2 separate regions of the Macaca mulatta genome follow, and region 1 is linked to region 2. The links are chromatin contacts, called in public Hi-C maps. All regions are on one chromosome and are shown on one strand. The core of a region is the stretch at or near the end of the contact, and the rest is flanking DNA. Distances in the headings are between cores, read along the strand shown. Region 1 holds the start of PEBP1 (phosphatidylethanolamine binding protein 1). Region 2 overlaps KSR2 (kinase suppressor of ras 2).

Evidence for each region. A called contact is a pair of places that touch in the nucleus more often than the background predicts.
Region 1: a contact with region 2 is called in a Hi-C map of fetal cortical plate, with 3 times the contacts expected there. The contact joins the promoter of PEBP1 here to the enhancer-like site in region 2. A contact is called at or near these places in 2 of 14 Hi-C or Micro-C datasets (fetal cortex germinal zone and fetal cortical plate).

Annotation. Positions count from the first base shown.
Region 1 is chr11:125,412,717-125,419,902 of T2T-MMU8v2.0, forward strand. It overlaps PEBP1 (phosphatidylethanolamine binding protein 1), which reads left to right and starts at 1,357. Exons shown (of 4, transcript NM_001246199.1): 1 at 1,357-1,491; 2 at 3,183-3,292; 3 at 4,375-4,475. The coding sequence starts at 1,357.
Region 2 is chr11:125,141,465-125,148,040 of T2T-MMU8v2.0, forward strand. The region is part of intron 1 of KSR2 (kinase suppressor of ras 2); the gene reads right to left. Among named protein-coding and RNA genes, the nearest start is that of KSR2, 94 kb to the right of the region's middle. Within about 2 kb of position 3,772, at least 13 of the 40 cell types and tissues checked have an H3K27ac peak or open chromatin away from gene starts, as enhancers often do. A contact at or near this core is called in fetal cortex germinal zone and fetal cortical plate, where this site is marked.

The DNA.
Region 1 (7,186 bases), core at 107-2,606, 270 kb after region 2:
AACAAAACCCAAACATTTCTCAGGACTTTTGTGAGGACGAATTTTGAGTGGAGAAAACGGACAAATACATTTCCCCATATATTTAAATGCTCAAAAGTTCACTCAGGTGCTCTCACCAGGCAATTACCATGACAAGTGATCTTGTGTGAAAATACAGAGAATCTGGCTCGTTTTAAGAAGTACAAGAGAAAAGCAAGGCCTTACAGTTTCTGAATTTGGTGTGTGTGTGTATGTGTGTGTGTGTGAAGATGTGGTCTCACTCTGAAGCGCAGACAGGAGTGCAGTGGCAAGATCGTAGCTCACCGTGGCCTCAAACTCCTGGATTCAAGAAGTGATCGGCCGGGCGCTGTGGCCCACGCCTGTAATCCCAGCACTTTGGGAGGCCGAGGCGGGCGGATCACGAGGTCAGGAGATCCAGACCATCCTGGCTAACATGGTGAAACCACGTCTCTACTGAAAATACAAAAAATTAGCCGAGCGTGGTGGCGGGCGCCTGTAGTCCCAGCTACTCGGGAGGCTGAGGCAGGAGAATGGTGTGAACCCGGGAGGCGGAGCTTGCAATGAGCCGAGATCGTGCCACTGCACTCCAGCCTGGGCAACAGAGCAAGACTCCATCTCAGAAAAAAAAAAAAAAAAAAAGTGATTCTCCCGCCCCAGACACCGGAGTAGCTAGGACTACAGGCATGCACCACTATGTCTAGCTTTTTTTTTTTTTTTTTTTAGTTTTCTGTAAAGATGGGGTCTTGCTATGTTGTCCAGGATGGTCTCAAACTCCTGGGCTCAAGCGATCCTCCTGCTTTGGCCTCCCAACGTGCTGGCGATATAGGTATGAGCCAGGCCACATTGCTGAACTTGGAAAGTGGAGCAAAGAATCATACAAAAAATTAAGAAAACCAAAACGAAACCAAGGCGAACTCAATTGCATTTTTTTTTTTTTTCAGCGCGACACTTTGTAAGGCACGAACCTCTCTCTTAGGCGGACCTATTCCAGGGCGCCCTTTATTTTCATTTCTTGAAACAACAGCCTCGCAGGCCAAGCCGCGGTTCCCGAGAACTCGGCTGCCACCCGGAGCAGGTTGCATGGACCCAGGAGCGCGAGCGGCCCTGCTCTGCCAGCTTCGGCCAATCAGAGGCCAGGCAGCGGTGGGCGTGGCGTGGGGCGGTGCGCGGGGCGGGCGGTGGCTGGGGCGCGTGCTCTCGCTTGGTCGCTGGGTCTGCGCCTTCCCGGGTCAGTGCGCTGAGGCCTCCGTGTCGCCGCTGCCGCCTGCGCTTAGGCTGCCGCTGCCGCCGCCGCCGCCGCCGCCCGCGCCTAGCCTGCCGCGGCACGCCCGGCTGCACGCTTTGCTTGGCCTCGCCATGCCGGTGGACCTCAGCAAGTGGTCCGGGCCCTTGAGCCTGCAAGAAGTGGACGAGCAGCCGCAGCACCCGCTGCATGTCACCTACGCCGGGGCGGCGTTGGACGAGCTGGGCAAAGTGCTGACGCCCACTCAGGTACACCGGGCGGCGGGCGTGCAGCAAGCGGCCCGGCGCGGAGGCCTGTGCCGGCCGCCTGGGTGGGACCCAGCGGAAATAGGGCCAGGGGCGGTGGGGAGGTTCAGCCTGCGTGTGTCGAGGCCCCCCAGGACAGAGGTACCGGGGTCCGTGTCCCATGCCTGGAGGCCACCTCGAGCACCGGGAACCTGGCCTGTGGCGTGGCCAGGCAGGTTCGGCCTGCAGCAGAAATTCATTCACTTTTCCCGGGCTTCGGGCCCAAGAGGGGCCTAGGTCCGGAAACAGGCCGGATCCCCCTCTCCCTCAACGGGGCAGGGCGCTGAAGAGGGACGTCCCCGAGACGGAGTAGACTGTGGCCGTTCGGACGCCCCCGCCCCCAGAGCTTCCCCTAGGGCGTCAGCATTTTAGGCCTCGTTTTGGAGGGCTGAGAGCCTGTGACGCATTATGTAACTGGCGATGAGCGCGCCGGCCGATTTCTCTTTTGTTAAATCGGTCGACAGCGTGCAGCCGGAACGCTGGAGGGCGACGGTTTAGTTTTGCTGTTTGACCTCCCACGCCCACGGGGCTGGGGCTGCTGAAAGTGAAGAAACTAGATTTGCAGACGCCACTGCTAGTTGGTTATGAAGCTCCGGGCAACAGTGTTAAATAAACTGTCCCGACCTTACATTGTTTTTGATGTTCACAGAATTTAAATTTTTTGGATGTTTACATATGAAGTGGCCATCTAACATAGCCTCCCTTTCCCTGCCCCCGTCTCACCACCTTGGCTTTCTCCTTTTCTTTGCACTTTGAAACGTTAATGCAGATTTCACTTTAGCAGGCCCCAGGTAGCCTCGTGATCACCAAATCCAGAAACCCTGTGATTCCGGACAGACGATGTAAGGGTGTCCTTGGGAGGGGGACTCAGTGCCAAGGTTGGAATCCCAGCCTCATCTGTTTCTGTTAATAGTGTGCTGGGACACTAGCCCCGTGGTGTTGTTGGGACTGAAATAATACACAGCCTGGGCAACGTAGTAAGACCCCAACTCTAAAAAAAAAATGGCCAGGCGTGATGGTGTGAGCCTGTAGTTCCCAGCTACTCAGGAGGCTGAGGTGGGAGGATCGATTGAGCCCTCCCTGGAGGTTGAGGCTACAGTGAGCCTTGATAGCGTCACTACACTGCGGCCTGGGGGACAGAAGGAGACCTGGTCTCAAAATAAATAAATAAGATAAATGATGTATATAAAACTCCAGCTCCTGGCTCTTACAGTCAATACAGGGTCATTGATTTTATTAAAAATCTATTCCGTTTTGTCTTTGAAGAGTCTGAGATCAAAGAAAGAGTATCGGTTTCTTCAGGATTTCTCTTTTTTTTCGAGACAGAGTCTCACTCGGTCGCCCAGTCTGGAGTGCAGTGGGGTGAGCTTGGCTCACTGCAGCCTCTGCCTCCCCAGCTCAAGCGATCCTCCCACCACCTCGGCCTCCCGAGTAGCTGGGATTACAGGTGCCCGCCACCACGCCCAGCTAATTTTTGAATTTTTAGTAGAGACGGGTTTCACCGTGTTGGCCAGGCTGGTCTCAAACCCCTGACCTCAAGTGATCCTCTCTTCTGGGCCTCCCAAAGTGCTGGGATTACAGGCGTGAGCCACCACACCCAGCCAGTTTCTTCAGCATTTCTGACTTTTTTACTCCAAACTGATTCCTTCATACAGGTTAAGAATAGACCCACCAGCATTTCTTGGGATGGTCTTGATTCAGGGAAGCTCTACACCTTGGTCCTGACAGACCCGGATGCTCCCAGCAGGAAGGATCCCAAATACAGGTGAGAGTTGGGAAAGACGAGGAAGAGCAGGTCATGCAGGCATGACTTATCGGGTGTAAGTTCCTTGCTGGACATGGAGAAGTAGACCTGGTTTGGGATCCCCCCACCCATGCTTAAGCCAGAGAATGCCTTTCCTGCCCTTTTGCCCCCTACAGCGGGTATCTGTAACTCACAGCCGAGAGCCATATCTACCTGTGGCTTGTTTTTGTACGGCCCCATGAGCTAAGAATGGTTTTTACATTTTTATTTTTTATTTTTTTGAGACAGAGTCTCAGTCAGTCACCCAGGCTGCAGTGCAGTGGCATGATCTTGGCTCACTGCAACCTCCACCTCCCGGGTTCAAGTGATTCTTATGCCTCAGCCTCCTGAGTAGCTGGAATTACAGGCACCCACCACCATGCCTGGCTAATTTTTGTATTTTTAGTACAGACAGGGTTTCACCATGTTGGCCAGGCTGCTCTCGAACTCCTGACCTCAGGTGATCTGCCCGCCTCAGTCTCCCAAAGTGCTGGGATTACAGGTGTGAGCCACCGCGCCCGGCCTGGTTTTACCATTTTTAAATGATCGGTGAAAAATTGAAAGAAGAGTAGTACTTTCTGATGTGGAAATTAGACAAAATTTACGTGTCAGTGTCCATCAGTTATGTTTTATTGGAGCACAGCCGTGTGTCATCTGTGGCTGCTTTCGTGCTGCCGAGGCCAAGTTGAATAGTTGCGGCAGAGACTGCGGCCCCCACAGCTTAACACGTTTATTCTCTGGGCTTTTAATGGAAAGTTTGCTGACCTTTGCTCTAGAAAAAGAGGGTGGGAGGGGCTGGGTCTGCTCTTCTGCAAACCCCTGAGGTTCGTGCCAGCCTCTGAGAAAGTGAGGACTGTTGTTTGCGGCAGTGTTCTGGCACCCCGCATGTTCTCGATGCCAGTGTTCTGGCACCCCGCATGTTCTCGATGCCAGTGTTCTGGCACCCAGCATGTTCTCGATGCCAGTGTTCTGGCACCCCGCATGTTCTCGATGCCCCGTTGCTGGCTGTGCAGCGAGTGTTCCTGATCTTCTGTGGTGCTGACATCCCGTGTTTCTTCGTGCAGGGAATGGCATCATTTCCTGGTGGTCAACATGAAGGGCAATGACATCAGCAGTGGCACAGTCCTCTCCGATTATGTGGGCTCAGGGCCTCCCAAGGGCACAGGTTAGTAAAGGTGGTTTTTGGTGGGAGGGTTGGGAGGGAGCTCGGGTGCACATTCGGATTGGCTCAGTGCTTTTTTCTTTTCTTTTCTTTTCTTTTCTTTTTTTTGAGACGGAGTCTCACTCTTGTCACCCAGGCTGGAGTGCAGTGGCGCCATCTCGGCTCACTGCAAGCTCCACCTCCTGGGTTCATGCCATTCTGAAGCCTCAGCCTCCCGAGTAGCTGGGACTACAGGCGCCCGCCACCTCGCCCAGCTAATTTTTGTATTTTTAGTTGACACGGGGTTTCACCATGTTAGCCAGGATAGTCTTGATCTCCTGACGTCATGATCCGCCTGCCTCGGCTTCCCAAAGTGCAGGGATTACAGGCGTGAGCCACCGCGCCTGCCTTTTTTCTTTTCTTTTGAGAGCCCTTAACCCTGCTGGAAATAGCATCTCAGCTCACCTGTAGGGCAGCTGCCTTCAGGGCACACATTCACACCTGCAGGAGTGTCAGGTGGCTAGAGCCTTGGGTTCTGGACAGATGTGTGGAGTGGCCTCTGTGTGGAGTGGCCTCTGCATCCCTAGCCCTTTAGCAAGCAGGGAAGTCGGTGAGAGGGAATCACTGTTGCGGAAAGCTTAGCATGGCCTTTTGGGGCTGCGCTGGGTGGAATACACAGTTAAACTATCTCAGGCCTTTGCCCGGGGTGATCTTTGAGTTGCTAATTCTATAAAAAATTTCAGAAATGATCAGTTTCCAAATTAACTATATAAGGTTGCCTTCTGCATTCATTTTTTGCTCCCTCTTTCTGAAAAAGTCTAGCTTGGTATATTGAAAAAAGATTTGGAAGACTTCAGCAGAACTCTATTGAAGACACACACACACTCATTGTATTGTGTTGTATCGTGTTACAGCTATTACATATAACACACATGTAGACATCTAGAGATAGAAAGAGAAAGGCCACCATATTGAAACTTTGAGGTTGGGTAAGTGCTGCCTAAGCTGATGATGAGAGATGCATTCTACTGCCTGCTGTTCAGTGCAGGATGTTTCCATTTGGTGGAACTGTCACAATCCTAGCTTTCGCACAGCTTATCCAGCCAGGAGTTAACATGAAGGGGTGTAAGAACATCCCTGACATGGACAGTTCGTCACGGGATCTTGTTTTCTCTGGAGACCGGGAAGCTTCAGATGCCTTTAAACCCTCTCACATATGCATAGTAGATGGTAAAGGGACAGATTTCCCAGGGACCTATTAAGTTGTCTAGGGCAGTTATAAAATTAGGCAGCTTAATTATGGGAAGCTTACCCATGAGAATAAAGCAGTTCTCTCAAGTAAGAGCTGTGTTCTCATTTTTAAAAAAAGCCTCAGTAACTCATTTTCTTGTTGTTGCTTTTTCCATATTCTCGTAGTATGGTATAATTTACATGTAACAAAATGCACAGATCGGAAGGGTTCAGTCAGCAAATGTGATCAATGCCTACACCCATGGAAGGTACCAGCCATTGGAAAGATAGATGACATTTCCATCCTCCAGCAAGTTCTCATGTGACCTTTTTACTTAAATTCCCCCAGAGCTAACCATATTCTGACTCCTGTCTCCATAAATCACTTTCACTATTCTTTTTTTTTTTTTTTTTCTGAGATGGAGTCTCGCTCTGTCTCCCAGGCTGTATTGCAATGGCTTGATCTCAGCTCACTGCAACCTCCACCTCCTGGGTTCAAATGATTCTCCTGCCTTAGCCTCCTAAGTAGCTGGGATGACAGGCAGACGCCACCATGCCCAGCTAATTTTTGTATTTTTAGTATAGACAGGGTTTCTCCATGTTCCAGGCTGGTCTTGAACTCCTGACCGCAGATGATCTGCCTGGCTCGGCCTCCCAAAGTGCTGGGATTACAGGTGTGAGCCACCGTGCCTGGCCCGCCATATATTCTTGTATGTATACATTCTTGTCATTTTGTAGGCAGGTGTTTCCATTTTTCTTGGGTGAATACTGAAGAGTAGAATTGTTAGCCATGGAAATTTCCCCAAGGTTCTCCAAATGGTTGAAGATGTTATACTTTAGCTGCAGTGAGCTGTGATCACACCACTGCATTCGGGGCTTGGTGATAGAGATCCTGTCTTAAAGAAAAAAGAAAAAGAAAACTTTATACTCTGATCAGCAATATCTGAAAGTTTCAGTAGAGCATATAACATCCTTGTAGCTCCATGCCAGCATTAAGTGTTGTCAGTCTTTTTTTTTTTTTCTTCTTGAGACAGAGTATCGCACTGTCGCCCAAGCTGGAGTGCAGTGGCGCCATCTCAGCTCACTTCAAGCTCCGCCTCCCGGGTTTATGCCGTTCTTCTGCCTCAGCCTCCCGAGTAGCTGGGGCTACAGGCGCCCAGCACCGTGCCCGGCTAATTTTTTGTATTTTTAGTAGAGACAGGATTTCACTGTGTTAGCCAGGATGGTCTTGATCTCCTGACCTCGTGATCCACCCGCCTTGGCCTCCCAAAGTGCTGGGATTACAGGTGTGAGCCACCATGCTCAGCCTGGTCTTTTTGACTTTAAACACTTAAGTTAGTGTAAAATGGGCTGGGCGCGGTGGCTCAAGCCTGTAATCCCAGCACTTTGGGAGGCCGAGATGGGCGGATCACGAGGTCAGGAGATCGAGACCATCCTGGCTAACACGGTGAAACCCCGTCTCTACTAAAAAAATACAAAAAACTAGCCAGGCGAGGTGGCTGGCG
Region 2 (6,576 bases), core at 2,522-5,021:
TGCTGTGCACCTGTAGTCCCAGCTACTGGGGAGGTTGAGATGACGGGATCCCTTGAGCCCAGGAGTTCCAGGCTGCAGTGAGCCATGAATTGCACCACTGCAGTCCAGCAGGGACAACAGAGCAAGACCCTATCGCCAAAAAAAAAAGAAAAAAATCAAATTTCTAGGCCCATCTCTTAGAAATTCTGATTCAGTGAATCTGGCGGCAGCCCAGGAATCTGTGAAAACACCGAGGACTCCAATGGTTCCAAAGATCAGGCAAGTATGAGAAACATCCCTCTACTGTCTGAACAACTGCATAATGAAAGTAGCTTCTCAGTCAAGCTGAAGGATCTGGGTCCTTGGGCAATAAACACAGGGCAGAAACCCCATTCAAGAAGCCAGGGTTCAGCACCCTCCACAATCAGTCCCCTCTACAAGGGCTGTGGGCTCATTTGTACAACAGGCTCATTTTCCAAACAGCTTCCAGAGCAGTCAGCACCTGTCCAGGGCTGAAGGGGCTCCCAGTGGGCAGGAAGGACAGATGTGCAAATGCAAATCACAAGGCCACATGGCAGGAACCAGAGCAGAAGGGCAGCCAGGGTTCAGTGCGGGCATGGAGGATGCCAAGTCAAGAGAGATGCCTTTTAAAAAGCCATGTTCCCGCTGGATGCAGTGGCTCACGCCTGTAATTCCATCAATTTGGGAGGCCAAGGCAAGCAGATCACCTGAGGTCTGGAGTTTGAGACCAGCCTGGCCCATGTGGTGAAACCCCATCTCTACTAAAAATACAAAAATTAGCAGGGCGTGGTGGCGCATGCCTGTACCCCAGCTACTCCAGAGGCTGAGACAGGAGAATCGCTTGAACCTGGGAGGCAGAGGTTGCAGTGAGCCGAGACTGTGCCACTGCACTCCAGCTTGGGCACCAGAGCGAGATTCTGTCTCAAAAGAAAAAAAGAAAAAAAAAAAAAAGCCATGTTCCATAACATAGGATAACAATAATGGGAGCTCCACATTTATTCTAAGAGAAGTGAGGCCTCATTCATTCATTTAAAGATGTTCATGGTGCTTTTTTTTTTTTTTGAGACAGAGTCTCACTGTTGCCCAGGCTAGAGTGCAGTAGCATGACCTCGGCTCACTGCAACCTCCGCCTCCTGGGTTCAAGCAATTTTCGTGTCTCAGCTTCTCCAGCAGCTAGGATTTCAGATGCATGCCACCACGCCCAGCTAATTTTTGTATTTTTAGTAGAGATGGGGTTTCACTATGTTGGCCAGACTGGTCTGGTACTCCTGACCTCAAATGATCCACCTGCCTTGGCCTCCCAAGGTGCTGGGATTACAGGCATGAGCCACGGCGCCTGGCTGAGGTGCTTTCAAAATACAGACAGCAAGGGATACAAAAATCACCTACACACTACCCCTGCCTTTAAGGTGGGCTATTTCAGGCAGGACTTGAAGACAGGTGCCTTTTCTATACCTTTGGATAAGTACAGAAATCAAGAGAGAGCCTTTAGATACTTTTATAGCTATCTGATGGAGTCATCTTATGTCTGTTCAATCTAATTTTTTCAAAGTGAGCACTGGATGTTGTTTGGGGTTTTCTCCATTTCATTTCCCTCATAAATCCTCTTTATTCTATTTCAGAAAAGTATTGGCTGCAAAATGTCAGAAAAGATAAAGCTGATTCTTCACCACAGAAGGTGGGAAAGGCACTGACTCTTCTACTTGGTGAATTTCCATGTATTCATCTTAATCTACCAACATCTCTAAATAAATTATTTTCCAGAATGGTTCATGTATCATGACAATCCTGAGTGAGTAGATTTTTTTTTTCAACTTGTTTTGAGACAGGGTCTCTCTCTGTTGTCCAGGCTGGAGTGCAGTGGCACAGTCGTAGCTCACTGCAGCATCAACCTCCTGAACTCAGGCAATCCTCCCACCTCAGCTTCCCAAGCACCTAGGACTACAAGCGTGTGTCACCATGCCCAGCTAATTTTTTCATTTTTTGTAGAGGTGGGGTCTTGCTATGTTGCCCAGGCTGGCCTCAAACTCCTGACCTCAAGCAATCCTCCTGCCTTGGTCTCCTAAAGTGCTAGAATTACAGGCATGAGCCACTGTACCTGGCCCGATTGTGAATATCATTCTATAGATGGGGAAACCAGGCCTTGGAATTGCTGGAATCGTGCCCGTGATCACAGAGATAAAGCAGTATCAGGGTCGTGATTTGAACTCAGGACCTCTAGTTCCCAGTGCCGTGCCCTCTTCACAATTCTCTGCTGAAACAGAGCATCAACGGTTGAGAAGCACAATTAGAAAAGGGCCTTTGTATGGCTTCACCCTGCCAGGCGGCCTAATTGATTTTTAGGTCGACCTCAATTCAAGTCCATGCAGAGCCGAACTGAAGAAAAAAAACAAAGGTTCCATCTTCAAATAAAGAAACACAGGACTCTTGGAAATAGCACACCCAAGCCAAGCCCACCGTCTGACTCTGCACTGCCCAGGTGTAGGCTAAGGTTCCCTGGGCCTGGGGTTAGAGGGATCACAGGTTGCGGAAATCCGACAGAGCTGGAGCCCGAAGGTGTAATTTTCCATCTCCACACCAGGGGGCAGCCTGGCACCTTCCACGACAGATGGAAAATTTTTCAGGCCTTGGCCCATCGGAGCGTCCGCAGCGCCTTATTACTGTACTCTGTATTAGCATGGCGGTAAATTTAGCAGCATAAACACACACACACACACACATACACACACACACACAAAATCAAAAAGTCAAGCCATGTGACAGAGCTAAAAATAATCGTGTCTGAAATCCCTAATGTGAAACGGGGAACTTTTCACTCCAAATCTAAACCCAGATCAAACCTGGAGACCTCCGGGAACGTACTGGCCGTTGGGTTTGACAGAGCCCCAGATCCTCACCCTTTAGGTGCTATTTTTTTTACATATATATAAAACAAAAGCGGAGTCCATGAAAGCTGGGAGGGAATGCAGGACACCGTGGGGGCCTTCTACGGACCGGGCCCTTGCAAGAACCATCCCTGGTGTAGACCTCGCAGCAGCGCCAAGGGAAGGGGCTTAGCTCTCAGCCCATTTTACACACGAGAAAACTGCGGCTCAGGAATGGGACAGGGCTGGCCTTATGGTCACACACATAAAGAGGCAGGCTCCAGAGCCCTCTGTGTCCCTCAGGACTGCCCATCAGCACCCCATAATCGCTACCTTCTCCCTAAAGGTACAGATGAGCAGCAAAGAGTTCCAGCCTTTGAACTTGCTTGTCCCACCGTCCGGAGCTCTTCTGTCAGCTTTAGGCATAAACGACCCTTTCCGTTTCTTCAGGTGTCACCTCTGCCCGAGCCCCCCTCAATGCCACCGTCACGCCGCCCTGCTTTCTTTCCTTGGTGGCACTTCGCTATCTCACAAATCATCCTGTTTATTGGTTTCCATGGTTACGCACCCCCCCCCACCACCACCACCACCACACACCCATCATGTCAGCTCAAGAGAGCACGGGCTTTGCCTGTCTTTTCCCCAGCGTTCAGATCTGTGCCTGGCATACAGTCGGTGCTCAATACATTTTCCTTGGTCTTTCAATAAACCAACATCCTTGGTGGTTAAACACCAGGCCACTAAAAATGAATCCCAAGTCCTTTTCAAGCGGGCACAGAGCACCTGCAGGACCGGGTCCCTGGTTGTGTTATTAAGGTTCTCGGGTGATCAGACCCCATGCGGGTAATGAAATCGCGGCAGCCACAGCCGGCAGCCCCGACGCCTTCCCGCCGTTGCCAGGGCGACCATTGTCATAACATCCCTGGCGCTTAGCGGCCCAGCTGACGAGGGAGAGAATTATTTGACTGGAGAACGTCTCAAGTAACCGGCCAATTTGCATCCACAGGAAAATCCCCTGCTGAGGGAGGGCTGGAGGCCTGGGAGAGGCGCCCTTCCTTCTCTCCCCAGCTCTGGATCCCAGTGAGAACCAGATCCCTAGGCCAGGCAGAGGAACCCAACAGTCTGGGGCAGTCCCCTGTGAATGCTGGAACACAGGCAGCTGCCTCTGCAGGAAGGAAGAGCCCCCTGTCCGCTGCCTCACTATTGCTGATGGTTTTTCCTTTTCTCTATGTTATTACTGCTAGTGAATATTACAAACAATAGAAAAAAAGGGTTAATATATTTAATGAGCACTTACTAGACAGCAGGTCCAGTAGTAATAACTTCCTTACACGATACTTATAATTTTAACATTTACACAATAATACATTATGTCAATATTTATACTCTACATGTATATTGTCTGATGTCATCATAGGTGTAGGCATACATCCCCCACACATGATAATTCATATGTAATACATAATATAATTTGAAATATAACAATATTTATATTATGCAACATATACAGGTTGAGTATCCCTTATCCGAAACACTTGGGAGCAGACATGTTTCAGATTTTAGATTTTTTTCAGGTTTTGAAATCTTTGCATTATACATCATGAGATATCTTGGGGATGGTACCCAAATTTAAACACAAAATTCAATTATGTTTCATATATACCTTATACACATAGCCTGGAAGTAATTTTGTACAATATTTTTAATGTGTTGCATTACAGAGTTAGTGTTAAGATTTATGTGTGGAATTTTCCACTTGTGATGTCATGCCAGTGCTCAAAAGTTTCCGATTATTGGGAGGCCAAGACAGGTGGATCACTTGAGGTCAGGAGTTCAAGACCAGCCTGGTCAACATGGTGAAACCCCGTCTCTACTAAAAATACAAAAATTAGCGGAGCATGGTGGTGGGTGCCTGTAATCCCAGCTACTTGGGACACTGAGGCAGGAGAATGGCTTGAGCTCGGGAGGGGGAGGTTGGAGTGAGCCAAGATCATACCACTGTACTCCAGCCTGGGCGACAGAGCAAGACTCCATCTCAAAAAAAAGTTTCCAATTACAGAACATTTTAGATTTTAAATTTTGGATTAGGGATGCTCAACCTGTATTATATATTTATAATAATAAAACTGACATTTGTTGATTGTTTTTATATGCTAGCCCTGTGCCTACTGCTTTGTGTTAATAATGCTGTTACTGATGAATTATTATACAATATATTCATAATCACAAACATAGCTAAGTCTTATTGAGCACTTACTATGTGCTAAGTGCTTTATGAATATTATCTGTCATACGCACCCTAAGGGCTAAGAACCAACCATATTATTCCCATTTCAGAGATGAGAAAAAGCAGCACAGAGTAACAACGGAACTTGCCTAAGGTCACAAAGATAAAACACAAGGAGGGAGGCTGCCCCCAAGCCTGTCCCCTTCCTTATTTCCATAGCACAGTTCAAAGGTGTTAAACTTGAGCTTGTAGCAAGATCACCTGGGGAGCTTGTTAAAAATACACATGCTGAGCCCCAGCTTCAGCCCCAACCCAAGCCTACAGAATCAGGCACTCCTGGGGACAGGGGCTTCTCTTTTCTTTTCAACAAGGTCCCCAGATAGCTCAGACAGAGGCAGAGTTCAGAACCACTGCATGGGGCTTTGCCGCCCAGCCCTATGAGAGATGGGTTCTTTATTTGTTGTAAATATCACAGTTCCCATTGGGTGATCTGATTACATGAATGAGTCTTGAGGGGCTGAGATGTGGAGAGGGCAGCTTTGAGTCGGATATGCAAGACCAAGAACCCCAAAAAGAAGGAAGAGAAGCAAGAGGCAAAATAAGAATTCAGGCAAACTTAACCTGCACTAATCACTCCCAGCCTTTTTGGAACCAAAGAGCCCTTCGTGAAAAGTAAATCAGTAACAGCGCACGCTTTCATCCGGGGCTGGCTTTTGCGGGGCAAAGCCAATCCGCCTAAATTCCCTCCCACTGGTCACCACCCCGCATAACACACACACTACCTGCCTCCTCTTAATCATTCACCAGGGGCCAAGCTGGACAGAGAAATATCAGCTTGCAGGGTGGGTACCCAGCCTCGGCACCCACATTTTGAACCATGGGACCTCCTGGCAAGTGACAAAGATGGATGATGTTGTTAATAATAAAATAAAAATTGGTGGCAGGTAGTGTACTAGGGGAGGCAAGGCTAGGAGGAGGTAGGCAGAAGTTCTGAGAGCCCATGCCTGTGGCCCCTGCACTGCTGGGGGTACTGAGAGCTGGACCCCAAGTAGCAGCCAGAGAGACACGCTGCTGGGTCTACTGTAAGCTACACGTTGCCTTAGTAGCTATGGCTGAACTAAGAAGCAAGCAGAGTTAAGATTCCAGACTCGAGGTAAGAGCAGATGAATCTGGGATAAAATACACATGCCCTGAAAGCAGGTCTCACTGCAGCAATTGCTAAGCAGCTTCCCACTTTGGCCACAGAGGCTGTTCCATTTAGAGCTGCAGAGAAGAACTCCTCCCAATAGAGAGGCAACTTACCACATACGGCTATTTACGGTCACGCTGGAATTAACTAAAGTTACATAAACAATCAACATAGTGAATAAACGGGGGTCGTAGATGCGTAGTGAATCAACACGCATCCTATCAGGGTCGTGGATAAAACATCCGGACAACACGCCCGCCGAAATCACTGGTGGTTATGTGACCTCAGGCAATCAG